Regions from separate parts of the Gossypium hirsutum genome. Here region 1 is linked to region 2. The links are chromatin contacts, called in public Hi-C maps. All regions are on one chromosome and are shown on one strand. Each heading gives the region's core, a stretch centred on a gene start, on an enhancer-like site or on the middle of the called end of the contact. The rest is flanking DNA. Distances are from core to core; before and after follow the strand shown. Region 1 holds the start of LOC107897394 (serine/threonine protein phosphatase 2A 55 kDa regulatory subunit B beta isoform). Region 2 holds the start of LOC107897388 (protein FLX-like 3).

What was found. Hi-C and Micro-C count contacts between places; a contact is called where the count stands out from the background.
Region 1: a contact with region 2 is called in a Hi-C map of seedling, with 2.1 times the contacts expected there. The contact joins the promoter of LOC107897394 here to the promoter of LOC107897388 in region 2. A contact is called at or near these places in 4 of 34 Hi-C or Micro-C datasets (leaf, petal and seedling).

Annotation. Positions count from the first base shown.
Region 1 is chrA10:7,318,187-7,323,139 of Gossypium_hirsutum_v2.1, forward strand. It overlaps LOC107897394 (serine/threonine protein phosphatase 2A 55 kDa regulatory subunit B beta isoform), which reads left to right and starts at 1,956. Exons shown (of 14, transcript XM_016822846.2): 1 at 1,956-2,442; 2 at 4,002-4,105; 3 at 4,203-4,301; 4 at 4,407-4,526; 5 at 4,904-4,953. The coding sequence starts at 2,331.
Region 2 is chrA10:6,929,102-6,934,104 of Gossypium_hirsutum_v2.1, forward strand. It overlaps LOC107897388 (protein FLX-like 3), which reads left to right and starts at 3,412. Exons shown (of 8, transcript XR_005903712.1): 1 at 3,412-3,579; 2 at 3,720-3,777; 3 at 4,658-5,003. LOC107897391 reads left to right here. Exons shown (of 3, transcript XM_016822844.2): 3 at 1,060-1,546. The coding sequence ends at 1,373.

The DNA.
Region 1 (4,953 bases), core at 706-3,205, 390 kb after region 2:
TATTTGTTTTTCCATTGTTTAATAAGTCTTTAATTTTAGAAATCTTTTTTCTCTTGTAACACGTTTTGTAGTCTTGCTTATGCATGTAATCTTAGTTTTATAAGTGATATTAGGGATGATTTTGTTGTCGTCCTCTCTAGTTTACTTATTGTATTAAGTGCTTGCAATCACTCCAAATATGTCAAGATTGAGTTGTGACAAAGTCAATTGTCAACATGTTATAATATTTTATTGATGTTGAAGCTAAAACTTTTATTTTATTGATGAAACTTATCATTCACCATCTACGACGAGTATTTACTATTTTTTTCTCAGAATGTTATAGTTTCATTCATTAAATAAATTAATAAATTTAACTCTAAAAAAATATAATCAGCTAAAAGCTTGTTCTATAATAATTAAAAGATTAATAAGAGGAGGAGGAGGAGGAGGAGGAGGAGTTAAGAATAAGAAAAACACGAGAAGAGAGAGAGCAATATGAAATTTATTCATCGACAGGGATATTTACAATATTTTTCTAATATTTATATTTATAGATTTGAGGAGTATAAATGAAATAAAATTATATTTGTAATAGACAATAAAATTTTAAAAATTATCAAACTTCTTATTTTGATATACATCTACTATATAATGATAAAATATTTCTAGCAAATTTAAGATTGTTTCATTTATAAGTGAAATTCCCTCTGAACCTTTTTATTAAAATAAAGAAAAACATATTTGTTACAATAATTTAATTTGATATTCTTATTATTTTTAATATATTTATTTTTGAAATATATTAAATTTCAATTATTTTTAAAAAAATTTAGCTTATTATTTATAATTTTTTAAATTTATAAAAAATAATATGAAATAATTTAACAAATTTAATTTTAAATACAATAATCTCATTCATTGCATTGGTAAAAAAAAAAACAAGTTATATATAATACAGATAAAATTTTCATTTAATTATTTAGTTATAGTAAAATAATAAAGTTTTTATGCTTAAATTTTATTTAAACTTAAGTTTAAAATTTTTATTTTTGGCTAATTTATTTAAATATTTCATATAAAAATAACAAAACACAAAACATCAAATTTTAAGTAAGTGTCCTTATTTTTTTTTCTTTTAAAAATTCACATTAAAATTAATTAAATAAAAGAAGTACAAAAGGTAAAAGTTTACATTGAATTTAAAAACATATTTTCAAAATAGTTAAAGTATGATATTAGTCTCTATACTTTTATAGAATCTCATATTTACTCTATGTACTTTTTAAGTTAAAAATGCAATCATTTTACTTTTTAAATTTAAAAATCTTAGTTCGATTGTTATCGTTGTTGGTAGTTTTGATTAAAATTTGTCAACTTAATATGTTTATTTCTTGTCAATCATATGCTACTGTCATATAAGGATAGCTTAACTAACATGTCATATTGATAAATTTTGATAGAAAATACTAAAAATTTTAATTATTGAACTTGGATTTTTAACTCAATTAAGTAGGAAGACATAATTTTTAACATTTAAGTATATGACCTAATTTTCAAAATTTGTCAAAGTACAAATACTAACAACATAATTTAACCTTTCAAAATCCATAATCAAACAATAAAGGTGAAACATTAGTTTTGGTATGTTTTTTTTGGGCATGCAATCTCCATTAAACCTAGTAGGTCTTACTCAATAAGAAGACTCAAATTCAAATCTTAAATATGACATTGTTAAGAGGGGTGGCTATGAATTTAAAAAATAAACCTCACATATTAACAGTAAATATATAAAAAAATCTCATAAGTCTTAAAAAAAAATTAGCAAAAAAATGATTACATGCACGAGAAAATGTATAAAAAGAACAAAAAGTAACACTTTGATCCACTTACCAATCAACGACTGTAAAAACTGAGAAAAGTCACAGCTTGTGACTTGATCATCTATACATACAAAACTAAAGGGAAAAAGCTTAAATTATTGGGTTTAAGATAGTATTTTCCTTCTCCTACGAAGTCATTTTAATCCTCAGGAAATCTGAAAATCCCGAATTTCTCCTTCCCAGATAGAGAGAAAACAAGCAATTTTTTTAATAAGAGGGAGAATATTTGGGTGTCTGTTTTTTTGTTTTTCTTCGAGCTACTACCAATGGTTGAAACTTGAAATAAAACAAAATTTTATTGTTCCCCTTTCCAATTTAAGGAGGAAAAAAGGGGGGAAAGCTAACTCAATATGCGATTTTTTATTTGATTCTGGGAGTGTGGTAAAATCTAGCTCGTTAAAATTTCCATATTTTTTTTATTGAATATCACACACTGAAAAACTCAAGAAGAGAAAAGCCAAAAAAAAAATGAACGGAGGAGATGAGGTGGTCACAGCTCCGGCAGGCCCGCCACAACCATTGGATTGGAAATTCTCTCAGGTATTTGGTGAACGAACGGCTGGAGAAGAAGTTCAAGAAGGTAATTTCTTCTTGCTTTTGGATCTAATTGGTATTGTGCTGGTTTATTGGAATTAGGGTTTATTTTAGTGATTGGGACATAGTTGGGATCATGGGCTATTGAGTAATTGTTGTTTATGTTAATGGGCAAGGAAAAAAAATCTTGACTTTTTTTTTGGGGGGGGGGGGTGTTGCGGCTGCTTAGATTTGGGAAAAATACTGGGTTTGAGACAATGCTTTGAATCATTACTGGGTAATAGTTTTGTGAGAAAAAAAAGTAGTGTGGAAGTGAACTTGATGAAGTTAGTGATGTTGCATGGACAGATAAGTTGTGCCTCATTTGTTTTTTGTACTATTAAATTAACCATAGTGGTTTGAAACTCAATTTTTTTTCTACGTATTATGTGGTTGTCAGATTTCAGTGATGGCAACTGATTAATAGTATTGAGCACTGAATGGGAACTGGAATCTGGGCATTATCACTCTATTAGGATGGAGCTAGATTATGTTCTAGGAGTTTATTTATGTCGTTTTAAGTCTTAATTCATGCATGGATTACTACATTGATTTGCCATGGGTTTATTATTTAAATGCTAGAAGTAAAGGCAGGTACATTTTAAGTACTCCTGAGTTCACTTGGTGTGTTTTAGTTTGGTTATGAAAGGGTTATGTCATGGCAAACTTTCTAGCAAATGGGACGGACAGAAAGGACATTATACTATCAGTTGAATGATGTAAGAGTATTCATATTTGGCCTTTTTGATAGTTTAAATTTCATATTTTGTCTCAGTAAGTCAATAGTGAAACTTGGCTTAACGAGTTGAGTTAAATCCTGTGTAAGTATATGGTGGGTAAACATCAAAGTCCTTGACTTCTTCTGAAACAGATAAGCAGAGACATTTCGTTATGAAAAGAGTTATAGAAATAGCTTGATGATACTCAGCTTAATGACACTATAAGAATTAGCTAGTAGACAAAAATGGGAAGTTTGAGGTGTAGACATTACATTCTGTTGATGATAATTTATAGTCTTAACTAAATTTTTCAAATTTCAATTTTGAATTGTAGAAAAGAAATGAATGATGAGTCTCTTTGGCAAGAATTCTTTCTTGGAAAGCATTATCTTGGGTAATGTGATCGTCTAAGTGCTTGTCATTTGCTCTCTCTCTCTCTCCCTCCCTCCTTTCCCTTCTCATGTCTCCAAATTAAGCCCATCATTGCCACAGTGATTTTGCCCCCTTAAGCTTGTCAGAATAATTGGGTGAAAGGGCTATGAGAATTTATACTACAGTGGCTGTGAATTATTCTTGGTAAGGCATGGCAGAAATAGTTAATAGTTTATCAAATTGTAACCTTTCTTGTGTTCTCAGAGAGGAGGAAATATTTAGTATAGAAAAAATGACCAAGAGACTTAAGATTTCTGATATTCAATAGTAAGGGAAAAGATTTGACCTTCTTCCCTAGCAATAGCATTGCAGTTTCTTTATAGAAAGTTGGTCAGTCTTGATAAAGTTTTACCATTACTCTTACTGCACTGGCAGTACAATTGTATTTTCTTAATAATTTCTTTTCCTGCTGCAGTTGACATTATTTCAGCAATTGAATTTGATAAAACTGGGGATCACCTTGCCACTGGTGACCGTGGGGGCCGGGCTGTTCTCTTTGAGAGGACAGATACCAAGGATGTGGGTTTTGCTACCTTCACTGATGTTAATATATTAACTTAGTGTTTTTCTTTCATTTCAACTTTATAAAAACTTTTTTTCTTTTTTCAATTTATAGCATGATGCACTGAGAAGGGATTTGGAGAGAACGGACCACTCAATTAATCGGCACCCTGAGTTCCGTTACAAGACAGAGTTCCAAAGCCATGAGCCTGAGGTGCGCTCTCATCACATTTTGATGCTATGATGCACACACAGCGTCACTTTTTTTACTCTGTGCTCTATTTTTATGCATTGGTTTTTTTATTTTTGTTTTTTACAGTTTGACTATCTCAAGAGCTTGGAAATAGATGAAAAAATCAACAAAATCAGATGGTGCCAAACAGCCAATCGTGCCCTATTTCTCCTTTCTACAAATGATAAAACCATCAAGTTTTGGAAGGTAGGAAGGAAACTTTTGCTGCAACTGTTTCTTAACTGTATGGCTTTCAGTTTGATTGTAGATTATCTACGTGATCACTTTGTTTGTAATAAGTAGTGGTTGGTATTTTAGTATTGATGGGGTTTTGCATCAAGTTAGTTCATGCATTTTACTGGTATATGTTATTTAAACTATGGCAATGGTACTGGTGCATGGATAGAACAGTATATGGAATTCTCTTATGAAATGGCTACTTAGGCAAGATTAAAACATGCTTGGTAATGTTTCTCCTTTTTTTCTATCTATAAGCATATGCAATGATTCATATTATGATTTCTTGCTCCGCTCTTGCCATTATACCCATTTATTTCTCTGCTAACTGTCTGTGGGTTCAACAGGTACAAGAAAAGAAGGTCAAAAAAATTTCTGAAATGAATTTGGACCCTCC
Region 2 (5,003 bases), core at 2,162-4,661:
GACCGAGTGATATGATTCCCCATTTTTCTCTTACTTGCCACCCCCAAAATACCTGGATTGTCCAAAACTCGGGGGAAGGATAACACCATACAAGTTCTAATTTTGGGGAAATGCAAAAGAGTATTTCCCCATTTGTATGATCTTCATAAAATACATGAAGTTTTAGTGAATAGATAACAGAAATGCAAAAGAGTGGGGTTGGATTAGTGGGTAAAAGTGGATTAGGGTATGCTTAATTTATTCCAAGTGTCAGATATGAGTGTTGTAAAGGAAAAAAGAACCCAGGTAACATAGCCCTAAAGCAATAAGAGGTTAAAATGTTAAATCTCACATTTTGACTTTCCATTATAGAGAGAGTTTATGTGGTACTTCCATTCTTTCATAATTTCATATCCAAATTACTTGAAAAAACATTTCATTATAAATTGCAAAAATTATAAGCCGTAGGTTAACTAATGCGAGATTGCAGAGGAGTAACTAATAGCTATGGCATTCGCATGGAAATTGCTTTTGGATGAAGTTGGGTTCATAGTTTTCAATTACTGAAAGTTTTTCTTTAATGTTCTTTTTAGTTTTCTTTCCGGTTTTTTACACAGAGAGAATGAATTATGTTTAAATGAGAGTGAGATGAGTGGTTTCTCGTCTGTAAAAAGATGTATGGATTTTAAGAATTTTGTGATCTGATAATTGGTTTTAGATGAGGAGAGTGAACTAGCTATTGTTCATAAGAGATAAACTGGTTTTTCTTCGTATATTTGCATGAGGAGCACATCTTGATTGACTTTCATTGTTAGGCTGTAGTAACTAGCATTAACCGTATCACTTCTTTGATCGTGGTGTTTATCTTGTCTGACAAAAATTGTACACTGAAACGGGATTGTTGTTCACCCTCACCAACTTATGCTGCTTTCTCTGGTCCGAACTCAAATTTGTAACATAAGTTTGCTTTTTATTGTCAAATTTGTAAAGCTTGGAATTTGTAAGTTGGGCCTTGAGAATTCAATGTTTCAGAAACATGAATTGCTTCTTGTCTGTTAAAGATGTGTATGATTAATGCAGCTTATCTCTTCATGAGAACGAAGAAAAAGGACACGAACTTAGCAGAAGATGACGTTGATTTGAGTCCTCCTGTATCAACTACACCTGTCACTGCAACTCCAGTTACTGAAACCCAGTCACCTGTATCATCCATCACACAGCCTTTGAAGTTGCCTGAACCGATTCCGGAGAGCCAACAGCGTGAACTTTTTAAGTATATATTGGAAGAGAAGAGGAAAGTGAAACCGAAAGATCCCGAGGAGAAGAAGCGGCTGGACGAAGAGAAAGCTATACTCAAACAATTTATCCGAGCTAAATCCCTACCACAGTTATGACTTGATAATCCATTGTTTAAACTTGGATATATTGCCTTTGTTTGTTTGTTTGTTTAAGAAATTTGGAAGTTTGGTTTCCTGGATTTCATGCATTCTGTTTTCTGGTTGAAAATGTACAATTTTCTTGAGGAAGTACTCTCTTAATACGGAAGCAAGTATGCCATTGCAAATCATGTACAATTTTGCAGCAGGATGTGGAAACCCTAACTTCCCTGTCTCTTAATTTCATTTCATTTTTACAATAGAGAATAATTTTCAAAATATTTTAAAAAATTAAATTAAATTAAATAAAAATATTTTTATGAATATTGGTTACATTTAACGTAATCTTTTACATCGGTGTATGTAAATAATTTTTCTTTTTTAATTTTTTAAAAATAAATTTTTCTTTAAGTATATATAATTTCATAATATATAAATTTTGTACAATTAATGTTCTAATAATCTACCCATTGAATTTATCAGTATATTTGTACTTGTCATTCATATAAAATTTTTAAAGCAATCCGATAGTCATATCATATCGATCTAAAATATATGTATTAATATTTATTGAACGATTGAAAGTTTCTTTTTTACATAAAACAAATAGTTAAAATTTTTAAATATATATCAAATTTGACATGCATAATCTATATAAATAGAATATGAAATATGATAGTTGGATCCTTAAAATATTAATAATATAAAAAGATGTAAAATTATTTTAGCTTTACATTGGTATAAATAAATTCTTCCTCATAAAGTACTATATTAGTGTATATTTATATCTATCTATACTATTATTTAAAGGGTTGATTGAATTATTGATATCGCTCGTTAACCAGATTTTAATTCAATTAAAAAATTATTGAAAAACAAATCTTTTTATAAAAACAACAAACATATTTTTATAATTTTATTTTATAATTTATGTTGCCATTAAATATTTTATGCAAAATCTAAAAGGTATATAAAGAGATTTAGACCTAAATTAGTTTTTTTTCTCATGCGACGTATGTGTATAAAATTATTTGAATATAATATCTTTATAATAATTTAAATATATTATATATATAGGTTTTTTTGTCCCAGATTAATACTCAAATTTTGTTTTGTCAATTAAATCGGTACTTTTTGTAACGCCGTTAAGTTTAAGATAAACTGTAGAATAAAATTGTGACATGTGGCATAATGATACCATAATAATGTCATAGTCTATTTTTCTATTCAAGTGTATATTAATTTATTATTTTATTATTATGAGGGGATTGAAATAACAATTTTTATTTTATGCATACTTGAATATCTTGTGAGAATGTTAGCGAAATTTACTAAAATAAATATGAAAAATATTATATAAATACAATATTAATATTAATAAAATGAGTAAATTGATTATTTTACAGCAAGGTGGCTATTATGGAATATAAAATATGTTAGTTGATATTTAAGAAACTTTTTTAATAGTTGAGGAATTTCGAATCATTATATATATGGCATATAAAAAATAAAATAAATAAAATATTTAAGGATATATATTATATATGCCAAAGAAAACTTACCTGTAAATTAACAGATGAATATAACAGCCTCAATGATCTGATAAAATTTCAGAAAAATAAATTTGGAGAGTTGCAGTGTTGGAGTAATTGTAACCTTGTATTGAACCAGATACACAATTTTTAATTAGGGCTGGGACGGGGAATTTTAGTTAATTACACAAATTTGGGGTTAAAAAGTTTAATAAAATGATGTATCAAATGGGGAAAAAAAATTAAATGATTAATAAAGGATATAATTCAACTTAACATCCTAATTTTATATAACCCTTACTCGTTTATACATAATTTATGAAAATAGTTTGTAATTAATATTATTATTATTGAATAAAATATATAATTGTAATTATATTATATTAATTAATTGAACTTAACATAAAATTCATGTTAATTATAAGTGTGTGACACATAGGATTATTATCCTGCTTATATTACGTTAGTATATATATTAATCTAATTTTTATAATTAAAATATATAAAGAATATTTGCCTTTATGAATCACAGGTCTGGCCGACTGTCAGCTAACACCTTCGCTTTTTTCATCTAAGCCTCTAAGCTATCTTGTTCTTCTCAAATTTTGCGCCCAAGACAAGTTTTTTTTTCTTTTTAATATTTGAATCAACTCCCTTTTCACTAACCCTAATCATTCGTATCATTTTCGCAGGTTTCCGTTCATCTTCTTTCCTTTTTCTTTTTTATTATGCTTTGATTAACATTACCAGAAGCTTGGGACTCATATCCAAGATAAGGTTTCTTTTTTATTTTTCTTCTTCTTGTTGCTTAATTCTCTGTTTGGTTGTGCAGGCAAAACGGTGTTGAAGCAGAGAGAAGAAGCGGGATTTTCCCCCTCAATTGTGCTCAAGTGCGAAGAAAAGATTCTCTTTTTTTTTTCAATGTTATTGGGAATTCATGTTTCTAGTTCATCTATTTAAATGAATGGATTTGATATTCTAACTCTTTCCTTGCATATTTACTGGCAAAAAAACCCCTTCTTCCTTGCATCTGTTTGTTTATTTTTGCTATGTGTGTATATATATATTTGTCTGCCAGAAATTGCTAGAAGAGAAACTTAATATTGCAATCTGAAATAGATGATTAGAAATTTCAAGGTGGTTTAGGTGAAATAAGGTTTCTAGCGTTCTGGAGATGGGTATTTGATGACAACTTAAGGGGATTTTTTTCATGGAATTGGTGGGGGTCCCAATCGAGAGAATGGTAGCTTTCTTGTTATATTTCTGCCATAGGAGTTTTGAACATGATGAACTTGGGGGAATTTTAAGGTTGAATTAAGTTTGGCACCTTAAGTGTATGGAGTAGGGGATTTGATGGTTCAAAAAATGTCTGTCAATCCAGATTATTGATTCAAACATTAGGAAAAGTTAGAAAAATCTGGACTTTGTCACTTCTGATTTTTGGCATCCTACATAAGATTCATTTTGAATTCTCTTCAATAGTTGTATGGTAGACTCAGTTGAGCTCTTTTTATTCTGGTTATTAACTATAGATCATCATCGAATCCAGTTGCCACTTTCTGCGTGGTTAATGCGTTGTTTCCTCTTGGAAGTAGACCACATAAATTTTATCAAGGTTTTGATTAACACATTTTCTGTGAAAATGCTATGAGTACATACTAAATCTGTGGTCGGAACTTGGAATCATATTCATAAAATGCTGATTTTAGAATAATTCCAACATTTGTAAAAGCTGACTAAAGATTATTTTATTGTGTTACTTTTTCCCAGAATAATTTAAAATGGCTGGAAGAAATCGCATTCCTCGCGAAGCATTCAATGACCGGCATGGATTTCCTCCTGAAAGATCTTTCCTCTGTGGTCCTCCTCTGCCACAACAACGTCCTCATCCTGTGTTGTTGGAGGAAGAACTTGAAATGCAGCATGCAGAAATTCGGAGGCTTTTGACTGATAACAGCAGGCTGGTAGAAGATCGAATAGCTATACAACAAGAGCTTGGTGCTGCGAAAGAGGAAATTCATCGTTTAAATCTTTTCATTGGTGACGTTCGTGCTGAGCAAGAGCTGTACTCAAGGGGACTTATTGACAAAGGCTTGAAGCTGGAAGCAGATCTGCG